Regions from separate parts of the Salmo salar genome. Here region 2 is linked to region 1. A link is a contact called in public Hi-C data. All regions are on one chromosome and are shown on one strand. The core of a region is the stretch at or near the end of the contact, and the rest is flanking DNA. Distances in the headings are between cores, read along the strand shown. Region 1 holds the start of LOC106586707 (SUMO specific peptidase 7). Region 2 holds the start of LOC106586706 (trafficking from ER to golgi regulator).

Region 1 (4,584 bases), core at 823-3,322:
TAGAGCTCTCTTATGGTCCATCATGACCAGGCTCTGGGGCTTTAGGGCTTGACCTCAGGCCACTCCTTCTCCAGGGCCTCCTGTCACCAATCCAGGCAGCGATTGTGACGCAGCAAACAAGCTCTGCAGCAGACACACATGATATGTACAGTATACATTCACTTTCATACCTGTCAGTTTACAAGCGCACAATCCCACATACACTAAATGATCAAAAGTATGTGGACACCTGCAAGCCGAACATCTTATTCCAAAATCATTAGCATTAATATAGAGTTGATCCCCCCCATTGCTGCTATAATAGCCTCCACTCTTCTGGGAAGACCTTCAAATAGATGTTGGAACAACGCTGTGGGGACTTTCTTCCTTTCAGCCATAAGAGCATTGGTGAGGTCGGGCACTGATGTTGGGCGATTAGGCCTGGCTCGCAGTCGGTGTTCCAATTCATCCCAAAGGTGTTCAATGGGGTTGAGATCAGGCTCTGTGCAGGCCAGTCAAGTTCTTCCACACCATTCTCGCCAAACCATTTCTGTATGGACCTCGCTTTGTGCACGGGGACACTGTCCTGCTGAAATAGGAAAGGGCCTTCTCCAAACTGTTGCACAGAATCGTCTAGAATGTCATTGTATGCTGTAGCGTTAAGATTTCCCTTCAATGGAACTAAGGGGCCTAGCCCGAACCATAAAAAACAGCCACAGACCATTATTCCTCCTCCACAAAACTGGCATTATGCATTGGGACAGGTAGCGTTCTCCTGGTATCCGCCAAACCCAGATTTGTCTGTCGGACTGCCAAATGGCGAAGCGTGCTTCAGCACTCAAAAGAGCGCGTTTCCACTGCTACAGAGTCCAATGGCTGCAAGCTTTACACCACTTCAGCAGATGCTTGGCATTGCGCATGCTTGGCATTGCGCATGCTTGGCATTGCGCATGCTTGGCATTGCGCATGCTTGGCATTGCGCATGCTTGGCATTGCGCATGCTTGGCATTCTGCTTGTGTGCGGCTGTTCGGCAATGGAAACCCATTTCATGAAGCTCCCGACTAACAGTTATTGTGCTGACTTTGCTTCCAGAGGCAGTTTGGAACTCGGTAGTGAGTGTTGCAACCTAGGAGAACTTACAGTTGACCGAGGCAGCTTTAGCAGGGCAGAAATTTGACAAACTGACTTGTTGGAAAGGTGGCATCCTATGACGTGTCATGTTGAAAGGCCATTCTATTGCCAATGTTTGGCTATGGAGATTCCATGGCTGCATGCTCGATTTTATACACCTGTCAGCAACCGGTGTGGCTGAAATCGCCGAATCCACTCATTTGAAGGGGTGTCCACATACTTTTGTAAATATAGTGTACATTGGTGACTGTAGCATCACTAGGAACATGCAAGAGCTATTATTTTATTCTGTACTTTGAACATAATGCTTTTGCCAGGAAAAAAAAAAACATTGTTTATAAGCTTGTAATAGCAGCACATGAATAGCAGCATCTTGTCACGCGTGGTACTGGTGCACATTTATTTTCTGAATTTGCATGCTATGCTACTAGCAATTTCTAGCTAGCCCTCAGGTCGCTAGAATTTGCACTTGCATTTCACTGAAGTTAAATACTGCTCATGTAATGGTTATCTTCGTGTTGCCCTTTGACATTCTACAATATTATCCAGCTATGCACAGACACGCTAGCTAATAAAACCTGGCAAAAACCTGCCTGCCTGAAATTTAGCCAGCAAACTAGCTAATTTAGCTAGCTCAGTAGCAGACATCAACTTTTGTTCCCGATTCTCATACTTACTCAATAATACAGCGAGTTAGTGCAACATACACAAACGTGACCAAAGAGCGAGGATAAGGGAAATGTAAACAGCTACCGTACACTCCAAATCATCTCGCTGATTAACTGTAACGCCTATAAATTCATAAATAGTTACACGTTGCGTTGTTCGCACAGGTTGTAGATGTTTTCACGCTTTTCCTGGACAGAAGAACATCCTGGTGTTTCCGGAAGTGGACGATCTAGAGAGAGGAATAATAATGCCATATTTTTGCAGGCACTTAAACCAAAGATTTTTATAACTAACCCAAGATAGACCACAGCCTGTCATTTCCAATGGGAGAAAATTTATCAGAGTAGGCAGAGCCAAGCACGACCTAGCGTGAGCCTATTGGTGCGTTCAGCATATATTTGCATATTTCCATTAGGGAACGCCTATTCTGTGAAGTACGCATGTGCAATAAATCAATTTGCCCTTGCAGTCCTTCCAAACAACGCAATCTTTAAAAGAAAATGGCAAAGGGTAAAGTCTACAAAACGTAGTCCACTCTGTTCGTAACATATTCTAGTTTTGGAAACAGAAAACTGTATTGAGATTAAATGATTCATCGATTACAAAATTAGCAGAATGTCGGCCAAAATCCATCTTGCCCCACTGCCGGCCGCTGTGCTCTCACCACCATATTTGGTAGTAAGTGGAAACGCCAACCAAATATCTGTCTAATTGTTCTATCTGTGCTTAAACTCCGCCATGGGTCGTTGGAGAAAGCCTATTTGGAAATTAATCAAGTATGGGTAGCTGAGAGGGAAGAACCTTAATCTTTCCTCAGTTGTCTGAGCTATAAAAAATATATATATATATAATTCAACTCATGGTTAGGCCGAGATTTGTCCATTCAAGGAAGAGTTTTGCTGACTAAGGCTGAAGAGATGTCTAGAACCTCTTATGTGTTCTCTTGTCTTGACAGTCCCAAATCTATTCATTCCCAATTAGATAAGACACTGTTTAACTTTATATGGAAAAATAAACCTCACAATGTGAAGAAGAAAAAAAATGTTCTTAAAAAAGGTGTGGGCAGTCCTAATGTGTTTTAATTAAGTCTTAAAGATTTCATGGATAAAGTGATACTTTAAGGACCCAAACAGCTTTTGGTTTACAGTACCAAATCTTAATTTCAATGAATTTGGTGGCTTAAGTTTCCTTTTGCAATGTCCAGCAGGTGAACAACGTCCTGTTAAACTGGCTGATTTCCACAAACAAATGCTTCATTGTTGGTTCCTTCTATACAAACATAATTTCCCCCCTCATAAGTATGTTATATTGAATAATCTTATCATAAAATATAAAAACAAGTCGCTGTTTTTAGAACATTGGTTTAGAAAGAACATTTTACTTGTGGGCCAGCTGCTGAACTCAGATGGACACCTATATACATACAGTGAGTTTTTAAGAATGTATGAACTCCCTGTCTCACCAAAGGAATATGACATGGTGTCTTAAGCAATACCAGGTGGTGTTCTAACACTTTTGAAACAAACTGTGTTCAATACAGATCCATCACCGTCAACCATAGCAATTAACAGTGTCCCAGTTAATGATAAACAAAAATATATATAATTCATTCAAAGAGAAGCTTTTTATGACAGTGATGTTCCAATAGCAAAAATGTTGGTGGAACTTGCAATATGTTGTAAATTGGCCAAAGGTATGGATTTTATCACACAAATATGCGCTCACAAACAAAGTGAGGGAAACACTTTAAATAACTCACAGAGAATACCCATCCAACGAAAAGATCACTTGGGCATTTGTTTTTCCAATGTGTTTGTGAATATGTTCTGGATGGATCCTCGACTGGACTGGGGTAAAATATTTAGTGGGGACATCCATCTGCAAGCTTGTGATGTTCTTCTTGTTTTTGATAGTCCAAGATTCTCCACAAATGAAAAGTATTGTGATACATTTTATTAAAGTTCTTGCTAAATATCACATCCATAAAATGATATTTTTAAGAAAACAAAAACATCTTATTCAATATTTTTTAAGGTAGACTTAGTATGCTCTGTAAGAATAAGAAGGTATTGAAATCAATTGATACTGTTAAGATTTTCACATTTCTTTGAATGTAAAAACCCTGTATGTGTTTCTGTTTATCTGTTTGTGATGTTTTGTGATACAAAAATCTATACATCCTTCTAAAAAAATGTGACACATTTGTATTTTTGTATGTATGGAATTTCAAATAAAAATAAATTCAATTAAAGCATGGGTAGCTGTAACCCAATATGACGACCGGAGTATGGGCGAGTGGGTGTGGGTGTGAGTGTATGGACAGCGAATCAGCTAATTGGGCAGATTTGTTGCCACTCAAGACCGTTTTGTATGGCTGATTGGGCTGCACTACGAGTTGATAGTAAGCCGGCAGCGACCAGTGCTCCTGTGTTGTACCTGCTGACTTAAAGTGCTTCCTATTGGGTATCATCCTCGTGGATGGGCAAAGGTGTGCATTTGTAGCTACGAACAGCTGACACAAGCTTAGTCAAGTTTCAGTTTTTCTATTAACATATCATTTTGAGTCAGAGTTTACTTTTCGTATTGACTAAACATGAAGAAATCCGGTGGAGGAGTTTGAGCAACACTGGGCTATGACTGAAGCAGAAATGAATGTAAATGTAGGGGGTTAGGAGTTGAGGAGGACAGGATGGAGTGTAATGGTGGAGTGGAAAAAGGTGGAGGTAGAGTAGAAAGAGTAAAGGTTAAGAAGAAGAGGAAGCCTGTGGAGCCTTCGCAGGTCTAGTCAGAGGAGGGTAGTGCTG
Region 2 (4,584 bases), core at 778-3,277, 250 kb before region 1:
GGGCGGCGGTCACCGTCATGTACCTGGTGATGGTGGTGGCGGTGCAGGTGCACGCCTGGCAGATCTACTACAGCAAGAAGCTGCTGGACGCCTGGTTCGATTCCACACAGGAGAAGAAGAAGAAGTGACGAGGATGTTTTGTGGGTTTTGAGGCTAGGGGAAAACTGTTTTTGTTTTTCTCTCTGTCTTTAGGATGCATATATTAGTATTTTCTGTTATTTATTTATTTATTTATTTATTTATTACCTCATGTAATCACTGGCTATTATATCTTTCCAGGTGGCCTATTCAACACACATTTTCTTGCCAAAACACGCATGCTCTCTCTCTCCATTTTAAAGACACTCAGGTGTATACATTTTCTCTCACATACACAAACAATTAGTGGCACAGCGGTCTAAGGCACTGCATCTCAGTGCTAGAGGCGTCACTACCGACCCAGCGTCGTTAGCGTTTGGCTGGGGTAGGCCGTCATTGTAAATAAGAATTTGTTCTTAACTGACTTGCCTAGTTCAATGAAAATAAAAGCAATTCTCTACTTTGTTTATCAGGCCTCAGAGAATAAACGATAGAGACTGCAGCTCCTTCTGAGACTGCAATATTTACAGCTGTTGTGAAGCATTTAGAATTATGAACCAAGCCCTTGTGTGAGACTGCAGCATGACGGAGGATCTCTCTACTGACTCTTTGTCATAACAGTGGAGGAATCAGGGCTGGACTAGTTTGTTGTCACGGTTTCAGTAAATTGACATCCGGTGACTAGTCTGTCAATATTGAAAGCCCTGTAAGGCATGCGCACAAGTACTGTACAAAGCTTGAGACTGAGAGACATGGGATGCTGTGTTTCAAAGGCAAAAAAATGTATGCATCATTGCGCTAAGTTGGCCTGACAGGTTACTCTGTGTCTTGACAGCTATCAAGTGGTCTTGATTTGCCCCTGTAATGTGCCCAAACTGTAGTGCTCCACAGGGTTGTGGTCAATACCAGTCAATTCAGAAAGTAAACCAAATATAAATTCCAAATTATCATTGATAAGCATTGAAGAGAATTGGAATTTCAGTGTACTTCCTGAATTGACTGGATTTGAAATGGAATTGACCCCAACCCTGGAGCTCATCATTCATATACCTCTTAAATGTCCTGTATGCTTGACCCATTGCTCCCTCACTTTATATGATTATGTTTTTACCACCAATAAAAAGGGAAATTAAATCCTTTTGTCTTGATTGTGTCTTTATTTGTCTTGATTGTTACAGACCTTGTGATGTGCTAGATGAGTAGTTTCATCACAGTTGCTTTCACCACATAATCACTTATGTGTCACAGTAACCTTTGAAATTAAGCAAAACACGTCCTGTAAAAGGTATAGAGGAAACCACATCACACAGAGTCACATATTTAATATAAAACAACATTTCTCAACCTGCACCTATGCAGTGGTGTAAAGTACTTTAGTAAAAATACTTGAAAGTACTACTTAAGTAGTTTTACTTCACTACATTCCTAAATAAAAGTATTTACTTTTTACACCATACATTTTCCTTGACACCCAAAAGTACTCTTTACATTTATATGCTTAGCTGGACAGGAAAATGAGCAAATTCACACACTTATTAAGAGAACATCCCAGGTCATCCCTACTGCCTCTGATCTGATGGACTCACTAAACACATGCTTTGTTTGTAAATGATGTCTGAGTGTTGGAGCGTGCCCCTGGCTATCCGTAAATTAAAATAAGACAATGATGCTGTCTGGTTTGCTTAATATAAGGAATTTGAAATGATTTACACTTGTACTTTTACTTTTGATACTTAAGTTTATTTTAGCAATTACATTTACTTTTGATACTTAAGTGTAATTCAAACCAAATACTTTTAGCCTTTTACTGAAGTAGTATTTTACTGGGTAACTTTCACTTGAGCCATTTTCTATTAAGGTATGATTACTTTTACTCAAGTATGAGCTTTGGGTACTTTTTCCACCACTGTTCCTATGCAGAAAAAATACGTTAAATAGTTGAGTCACTACGACTGCGCGCTCCGCTGTATGCCACGTACAGGTTTACGTCGACAAGCGGCCAGACTTCCTCATGTGAGGCTAGGATTCTGTGTTTGCCAGCCCTGGTTAAACATTTTGGCTGCCAAGGTCCTGAGAGAAATACCGACACAACAGCGGGTTTAAGTCGTCCAGTTACAGGTGGGATACATATAGCTGTCTGTTTCGATATTGCTAATATTGACAACCTGAATCACATTCTCAATCACAGTTAGCATTTCTACCTAACGATTGATGCTAGCATCGGGTTTGTTTTTAAAGCCACATTTGTTTTATTTTCTCTAAGACCTCTCTTAAGTTGTATACATAATGTTATTGGTGCAATGATATTGTTTTTTTTGTTTGTATTAAATGAAGTCGAACATTCATTCTCTGATACCGGTTAAAACGCTAAACTGTGAATTATTTTGCAGGAAGTCAACATTCTAACCATAAATGAGAGGTTTGAGTTGGTCTGTATTTGGCATGGTTCTACATCCTGTCAGTTACAGGAAAATTAATTGGCTATGTATGATCCAACTTGGCTTTCTTACTAGCTAGTTAGCGAGTTACGTTCGTTTTGACACCTTTAGTGACAATACGATTATCTAGTTATGTTAGCTAACAATATAGCCAGTGCAACAGATTTTGAGCCAGAGTTAGTTATTGGCATAACAGCAAACTAACGAGCTGTCAAATTACCACGTTAGGTAGCTAACGTTAGCTATCATGTCGTGAATCACTGCAAATAAGATAACAAGCTGCAATCCGAACCTCGCCCTTTCGTTAGTCAGCAAGTTAATTGAATGACTTCTGTACAAGCCAAGCCTTGTGTTAAAATGAGATGGGTGTCATAGTTCGCATAATATATCAAGTTATCTAGACAGACACCTTTTGTTGGTAGCTAATTTAGCTAGCTTGTTTGCTAGCCAAAGGCCAGACCAACAAGTTAAAATCAAAATCAACTAAAGTAGTTGCATTTGACGTGATTGAATCTATGTATTGTAACTGTTTGTTGATAAAAGGCCTATCTGGGTGTGGACTGGATAGGGAAGAGATTGTTCATCATAAACTCATCAGTTCAGCTAGTGCTTATATTATTCTGATGATATTAACCAGTTGTGTGTCATGAATCATGATCCACTCAACACATTCTACAAACTCACTCTTTCAATTCAGGTTACAGTACTTGGCCTATATAGGCCCACGTTTCTTTGTGGAGATGCATAAGAACCGGCCTGCCAGCCTGGCATTTTTAAAACTTTTGAAGCAGAACTGTGTACTATATAGTATAGTGGTTTCTAGAGGGCAGTGACCACTGACCAGCTGTAGCGCATTCTATATCATGCAAAGGTAAAGATGAGTGAATCCAATTGGGTTGCTAGATGAATGATTCTACCATTTTTCCATGGTCCAAACACTTTGTCTGTATCTGAAGGATGTTTTAACTGATGGTGCTGATCTGTTTTTCAATGGCTGTTTGTGGCTCACAAATCATCTATAGCAGTGGTTCCCATACTGGGGTGGGGGGGGGACTCAGTCCGGCTTTAAACTTCCTCTTCAAAGTTGTAATGTAGAATGCACGAGGTGAAATTGGTAGTGCATCATCAGTTCCTCTTGTCATGTTAGTCATTGCATAGCTTAGAGAGCTATTTGTAACTTGTCTTGATCAACTAGCACATTAGCTAACACTTTTTATTTAGTTTTTTTAGCCCATAGTTATTGTTGTAATTTAAGTCACTCAAATATCACATGAAGACACATTAGACATGGCAAAATGTATAGAATTGCATGAACATTTTCTTTAAAATTGCATGATTTTCTTTGCATCGCATGACAAAATGTGTAGAATTGCAGGAAATGAGCTTTAAACCTGTGCAATTCTCTCCACCAACAAGAGGAGTGTGAACAATTTGTGTCATGAACAGAGCTTGTTCCTATAGAAATAGATGTGGTGTGGGATGTTCCCCAATGCTGGTTGGGGCCCCAGAGGGAAAAAGTTTGGGAACCCTTGATCTATAGGACATGGGGAGGGGGAGCGAAATGTGTGCTGTTTGCACTAAATTCTTTGTTGTAATATTGCAAACGGTCATTGCAGTTTCACGATGAATGTTTCCAGCTTTAATTTATGTCAAAAATGTATGTAGCAACTGCAGATTGCCCCTTTAATGGTGATATGGCAACAGGTTGGCACCATAATCAAACATCCATGATTCCTGTGTAATGTATGTTCCATCTCCTTCCTGTTGTGATGTCCCCTCCAGCGGTGGGAGCAGTAGACTGTACCATGAACGGACAGCTGGACCTGAGCGGCAAGTTGATCATCAAGGCCCAGCTGGGCGATGACATCAGACGCATCCCCATCCACAATGAGGACATCACCTATGACGAGCTGGTGCTGATGATGCAGCGTGTCTTCAGGGGCAAGCTGCAGAGCAACGACGAGGTCACCATCAAATACAAGGACGAGGGTAAGCATGGAAGGGGACTGGGCCTTTCTGGACTAGCACTGGAATAAGATGGATTATCACAATACTGGTAGTCAGTGTG

The links. Hi-C and Micro-C count contacts between places; a contact is called where the count stands out from the background.
Region 2: a Hi-C map of muscle shows a contact between it and region 1, with 15 times the contacts expected there. The contact joins the promoter of LOC106586706 here to the promoter of LOC106586707 in region 1. A contact is called at or near these places in 2 of 3 Hi-C or Micro-C datasets (gill and muscle).

What each region holds. Positions count from the first base shown.
Region 1 is chrssa25:36,888,208-36,892,791 of Ssal_v3.1, reverse strand. LOC106586707 (SUMO specific peptidase 7) reads right to left here and starts at 2,072. Exons shown (of 23, transcript XM_045707491.1): 1 at 1,789-2,072; 2 at 1-123. The coding sequence starts at 24.
Region 2 is chrssa25:37,134,402-37,138,985 of Ssal_v3.1, reverse strand. LOC106586706 (trafficking from ER to golgi regulator) reads left to right here and starts at 2,027. Exons shown (of 8, transcript XM_014174256.2): 1 at 2,027-2,196; 2 at 4,299-4,505. The coding sequence starts at 4,322. It overlaps jagn1a (jagunal homolog 1a), which reads left to right. Exons shown (of 3, transcript XM_014174252.2): 3 at 1-1,212. The coding sequence ends at 128.